Linked DNA regions of Mus musculus: region 2 is linked to region 1. The links are chromatin contacts, called in public Hi-C maps. All regions are on one chromosome and are shown on one strand. The core of a region is the stretch at or near the end of the contact, and the rest is flanking DNA. Distances in the headings are between cores, read along the strand shown. Region 1 has its middle 64 kb from the start of Gm39459. Region 2 overlaps Ulk4 (unc-51-like kinase 4).

Region 1 (2,665 bases), core at 79-2,578:
TGTTGACATCTGGCTTCCTTATGCACATGCAGACACAAGCATGTGCTCCCGCACAGAGGTGCTCAAGCACCTACATACACATAACACCCGTGTGCACACGCGCACACGCAGAAGATCAGTGAAAGGAAGAGAGAGGCACAGCTGAGGCCTCCCGCTCTCCCCTTCTGCTGTTTGTGTTCCTGAGACTTGCTCATCTTGCCCTGCAACCCAGGGCCAGTTGGGAATCACCAGATCTCCTGTACAGCCTGCCACAACAGAGATGCTGTTGGGCCCTGGCCTGCTCCAGGAAGGAAGTTTAAGACCACTGCCCAAGCCATGCGTGGGCCTAGAGAATGTGTTTTAATCCGTAGTTTTAGAAGTAAATATCTGACCTCTAACAGAGAGAATAAATAAGAAAAACCAGACAGCACATGCTCCGTGCAGAATCACAGAGACCACGCCTCACATTTTAGCAATTAGAGGTGTTTTATCCACAAAGCATTTAAAAGATCTGCTCACGATGTCCAAGACGGTTCAAGCTCTTTAATCTCAGAGAGTAAACAAGATTGTTTTTAAGGGTGTGTGTGTGTGTGTTTCTTCTCTGTTTTAAAGTGATGAGAAAGGAGGCAGAGTGAGGGGAAGGGAGGGAGAGGAGGGAGGAGGAAAGGGGGAGGAGTGGAGAAAAGGAGAGGGAGAGGGGAAAATGTTCAGGGCTAGACCCCCGGATCCCATTAATGCCTAACAGCTGCAGACCCTGGTCGGCTCTCCTAGTGGCAGCTCCCCCTTTCAGAGATTGAAAACAGCACGTCCCCTTGAAGTCCACTGTGCTTTTCATTTGTGGTTTGAGAATTCCCTAAGGGCAGGGCTCAAACATTACGCCACACCCTCCACAAAATACAGCTCTGCCCGAAGGGTCTCTGCAAATGCTTGTGAGCAGGCTGCTCATTGGAAGCAGCAGACAGGGCAGCACAGTCCATAGGCCCCCTCTCCAGTGAACCAGCTCGCCTCTGACTCCCAAAGCATCCAGCTCCCCTTGATCCCACTCCTCGCCAAGGTGGCTTCAGTCCTGCTCAATGCTGTCCTTCCTTGCATTTGGTCTCTTGGCTCCACCTTACAGGAGCTTTCTTGGCCCTTCTACTTCCATGTTTGTTTTTCTGCTACTGGTACCTTGGCAGAGACTTCTAGAAGGCAACGGCTTGTATATATTTCTTTATTTGTCTAAGGTCTGTTTTCCCCAACACACTCTTTGAAGGGACAAAGTGTGCAAGCCGCTTGCACAGGATGGCCAGGGTAGAGACTAAGTTGGGTCCAATAACTGAGTGTCAAGAGAACCAGGCTAAATAAACACCAGCTTCTCACTTCCAGTTCAAGATCGTAAAGGGTACTCTGTCCAGGAGCCATGTGTCAGCCCTCTGATCATTCAGGGATGGCCACAAATCCCTAGGTTTAGAGGTTATAACATTTCAGACTGTGGCTTTCAGGGGCCAGAGGGGAAACAGCATCTGAACTACGTGTAAGTTCAAGTGGTCCTAGGGAGGGAGAGTAAGATGTGGCTGGTAGGGAGGAGGGGTTCTGGGGAGGGAGAGTAAGATGTGGCTGGTGGGGAGGAGGGGTTCTGGGGAGGGAGAGTAAGATGTGGCTGGTAGGGAGGAGGGGTTCTGGGGAGGGAGAGTAAGATGTGGCTGGTGGGGAGGGGCAGTACCTGTTCCCCCTGGGGAAGCCACAATCACTCTACCCCTCCTTCAGTTTTGATTTGTGAGCAATTGTTTTTCTCTACTATGGGGAATTTTCTCACATGATGGTCATGTGTTTCTGACCAGGAGGCTCCCAGGAGGCCAGTGTCTTGATGACATTCATCTTGTTCTCTCTCTCTCTCTCTCTCTCTCTCTCTCTCTGTGTGTGTGTGTGTGTGTGTGTGTGTGTGTGTGTGTGTGGTGGTGGTGGTGGTGGTGGTGGCCACAGGTGTGTCATTGCTAAGCAGCAGTTTGCTGAACTTTGGACTTTTGTGGAATCCAGACACTCTAAACCCCTTTGAGGACCAAGGAGCACAAACAAAGCATTAATCTTTGGGGCCCCATACTTGCTCAGTACAGACAGATGCAGGGCGGGGAGACTGCTAAGCCACACCTATTAGGGTGATTTCTGAGGTTCTCTCTTCAATTCTCCCTAGTGAGTTTGGCTTCTCAAAGAAAGAACAAACAACCCTCTCCTCACTTTCTTTTCTTTGCATGACAGGGCCATAGTTACTTTCTATCTCTGTGTTACAAAGCTGTAGCCAAAGGCCACTTAAGGGAGAGAGGATTTATTAGGGCTCAAGGTTTCAGAGGGGATGAGAATCTGTAAAAGCCAGAAGGCATGGTGGCAGGTGGCTGCTGCAGGAAGCAGAGAGATCACCTTTTCAAGGGCAAGCAAGCCTAAAGTGGAGAGTGTTGACTGGACGTGGAATGAGGCTATGAATTCTCAAAGCCTCCCCCCCGCCCCCCCCCCCCCGCCAGGGATGTACTTGCTCCAGCAAGGGTACAGCAACTCCTCAACTAGCGCCAGCAATTGGACCAAGTGTTCGAACACCTGAGCCCATGGAAGACACTTCTCCCTCAAACCATCACAAACAGGGATGAACTTAGCCCTCCTGCTTTCTGGGAAAGCACCAAGTCCTTTTGTATCTTTAAAACTTGAGACAGGTCTC
Region 2 (2,665 bases), core at 101-2,600, 250 kb after region 1:
GACCATAGCCTTGAGCTGTGAGCTGAAATAAACCCTTTCTTCCTCAAGTGGTTTTGGTCAGAGTCTTTTATGGCACAGCACCTTAGGGCTCAGACCACCTTAAAGGCCACTGCAAATGGAAAGTCATCGACACAGTTCTCACAGTAAAGACAAATCCAGCACTCCTCCTTATTCATATCCAGTACAATTCCTGCAGGCCAGTCACACACTCAGTCATGGCTCAGGACAGGCATGGGAACCAGCTGGATGGCACATGCCTCCTAACCCTGCTCTGGGGACAGTCTTAAGGAGACCTGACTATCTAGGTTGGCTCCTGACAGCCTCTATCTGGGTCCCTTTGACTTGGGACAGCTTGAACTCATGTTCCCTCTAGCCTGTATTTGGCAGCATGAAATGTGTCTACCTACCACCACCTGCCCTTTGTGGCCCTGGGGTAAAGCAGCCAGTGTCACTACTTTTGACTCCCATAGCATAAAGTCAGCTGGAGGGTACCTTTACCTCCTTTATAACTGGGCTCTAGGAAAGGCCACGCCAGCCTTTCCCACCCACTGGCACCTCATCCAGCCTGCACAGAACTCCGATTTCCTTGCACGTGGTTTCTCATTGGAGGAGTCTCTCTACAGAATTCAGGGCCCAAGGCACCAGGCTCTATCTCTTGATGGAACAGCATCCTTTTTCTTTATGTTCTTCTTTCCCCACAGCGGCACTCCCAAAGCCACACAACCTTTCTGAAGAGTCAAATGTAGATCAGGTTGTCCATTTTGCCATTATTGATATGGACATAAATGTACCAGGCTATATCCTAGTGTATTTCCCATACTCATGGTATGTACTTCATTTAACACTACACTATGATAAATGTTATCTGTGAAAGCCATTTCTCCACAAGCACAACTCATGCCCATGTTTCATGCAAGCTCACTATTCATCAAATTTACCTCCCCGCTCTTCACACAGACTGATAGTAACAGAGCTGTCTTTCTCTGTCACCAACAAGGGCGGCACAGTCCACACCTGTTGTTTCTGGCTTTGTTTTGCTTGATTTCTGAGTAACTGGCCTTTCTAAGAATGAGGGGGGAAAATGTCTAGAAGGGGCACAGCCTGAGATAATGGCCATGGCTGTCCCTTTCCTCTGATTTGCCTCCTGGTAACCACCTGGTCTCAGAAACTACTGACTGCCCACCCTGCAAAGTGGTACTGGAAAGCCCAGCCAATGCTGTTTTTAAAGAAACTTCATTTTGTGTGAGACCAGGGGCTAAACTCCAATTTCAGGAAGAAAACCACAAAGCCCACTTGAACAAACATTGCAACAGTAGGGTCAAGGTACACAGAGATAACCTAAGACACCCTGCAGAGAATAGATAACTTAGCCATCCTGTGTGTCAGGTGGGTTTGCCCCCATGTAGGGTTCCTGCAGATTACACCAGAGATGCAGTTTTCAAAATATTAACTTGCTGACTCATATGAAAATTCTCCCAGCTTGCTGTAACCACAATAAAACCCTGTGCCCCTAGACTCAGGGCTCTCACTTCTGACCTGCTGCAATGGGATGGTGAGAGACCTTGCTCAGGAGTTCTTAATGAAGACCCTTATGTGTTTGCATCAGAATTGGCTCTTCTGGTGGTCTTTGGGGTCCCTGGGACTTGGGCATAATAGTTCAACTGCCACCATAGCTACAGAATCTCTATGCTGCCTGCCAAGGATGTACACAGTTCCCATGCCACATCCCAGGGCACCGAGAACCAGCCTGACCGTAGTATTTACTGTTCAAATGAGAAAAGACTTAGGGTTCAGAAGAGAAAGAAAGCCTCAAACACCAGTCAAGTTTGGGCGGTCCTACAGAGATTATAGCCACACTCCTGCGAGGTTCCTTTTACACTACAAAGGCTAGCTACCCCAATCCCCACCCCTACTTCCTTCCATGTCTTCTACCCCACTTTCACGCCTTCCCCCACTTCCTTGCCTTCCCCGACCTGACTTCCTTGTCTTCCCCTACCCCACTTCTTTGTCTTCCCCCACCCCACTTCCTTGTTTCCCCCACCCCAATTCCTTGTCTTCCCCCACCCCACTTCCTTGTCTTCCCCCACCCCACTTCCTTGTACAGTGTGTGCTGTAGACTGGAGCCATGGAGGGACACACACTCCTGGAAACTGAGTGACTTCCTTCCTTGTATCCCCTCTCTGGATACTTTCTTAATAGAGACTTTAAGGTAGAGAGGTCTTCACAGTCACCTTCCTTCTGTAGGAGAGCTGTCAAGACGGTTGTGTGTGGGATCATTTCAGAAGGTCTCAAACCCAAACGCATAATCAGCCTCGTGCTTCATGCAAACGAAATGCAGCGTGTCCCAGGGCACCATGGCATCTAATCACCGAAGAACTAGGACTCAGAGAGCAGCTGCCACCCGAATCCATAGCAGTCAGCCACAGGCCACAGGACGGCACCTCCCCGCTCGTCAGGCTACTTATAAATGTATAATGAATGATTTTGTATAAGAACATTACATTTTAATAGTTTCTGGGAATGACAGGATAGATTGTATAAATGTTTAACTAGCATTGTCCCGTAGTCCACGCTTTGTTTATCTCGTTACTGGGTATGTGGAAATGAAACGGCAAGCCGAAGATGTCATGAAAATCAGAGCAGAAGACTAGGGAACAGACGCCCT

The links. Hi-C and Micro-C count contacts between places; a contact is called where the count stands out from the background.
Region 2: a Hi-C map of the G1E-ER4 cell line shows a contact between it and region 1, with 2.3 times the contacts expected there. The contact joins two enhancer-like sites. A contact is called at or near these places in 2 of 484 Hi-C or Micro-C datasets (the G1E-ER4 cell line and cumulus cells) and 2 of 115 datasets of contacts at active chromatin or transcription factors (memory CD8 T cells and pancreatic cancer cells).

What each region holds. Positions count from the first base shown.
Region 1 is chr9:120,769,048-120,771,712 of GRCm38.p6, forward strand. No RefSeq gene overlaps it. Among named protein-coding and RNA genes, the nearest start is that of Gm39459, 64 kb to the right of the region's middle. Within about 2 kb of position 1,329, at least 64 of the 459 cell types and tissues checked have an H3K27ac peak or open chromatin away from gene starts, as enhancers often do. A contact at or near this core is called in the G1E-ER4 cell line and memory CD8 T cells, where this site is marked.
Region 2 is chr9:121,017,736-121,020,400 of GRCm38.p6, forward strand. All of the region lies in intron 35 of Ulk4 (unc-51-like kinase 4), which reads right to left. Among named protein-coding and RNA genes, the nearest start is that of Gm34945, 42 kb to the left of the region's middle. Within about 2 kb of position 1,351, at least 18 of the 459 cell types and tissues checked have an H3K27ac peak or open chromatin away from gene starts, as enhancers often do. A contact at or near this core is called in the G1E-ER4 cell line and memory CD8 T cells, where this site is marked.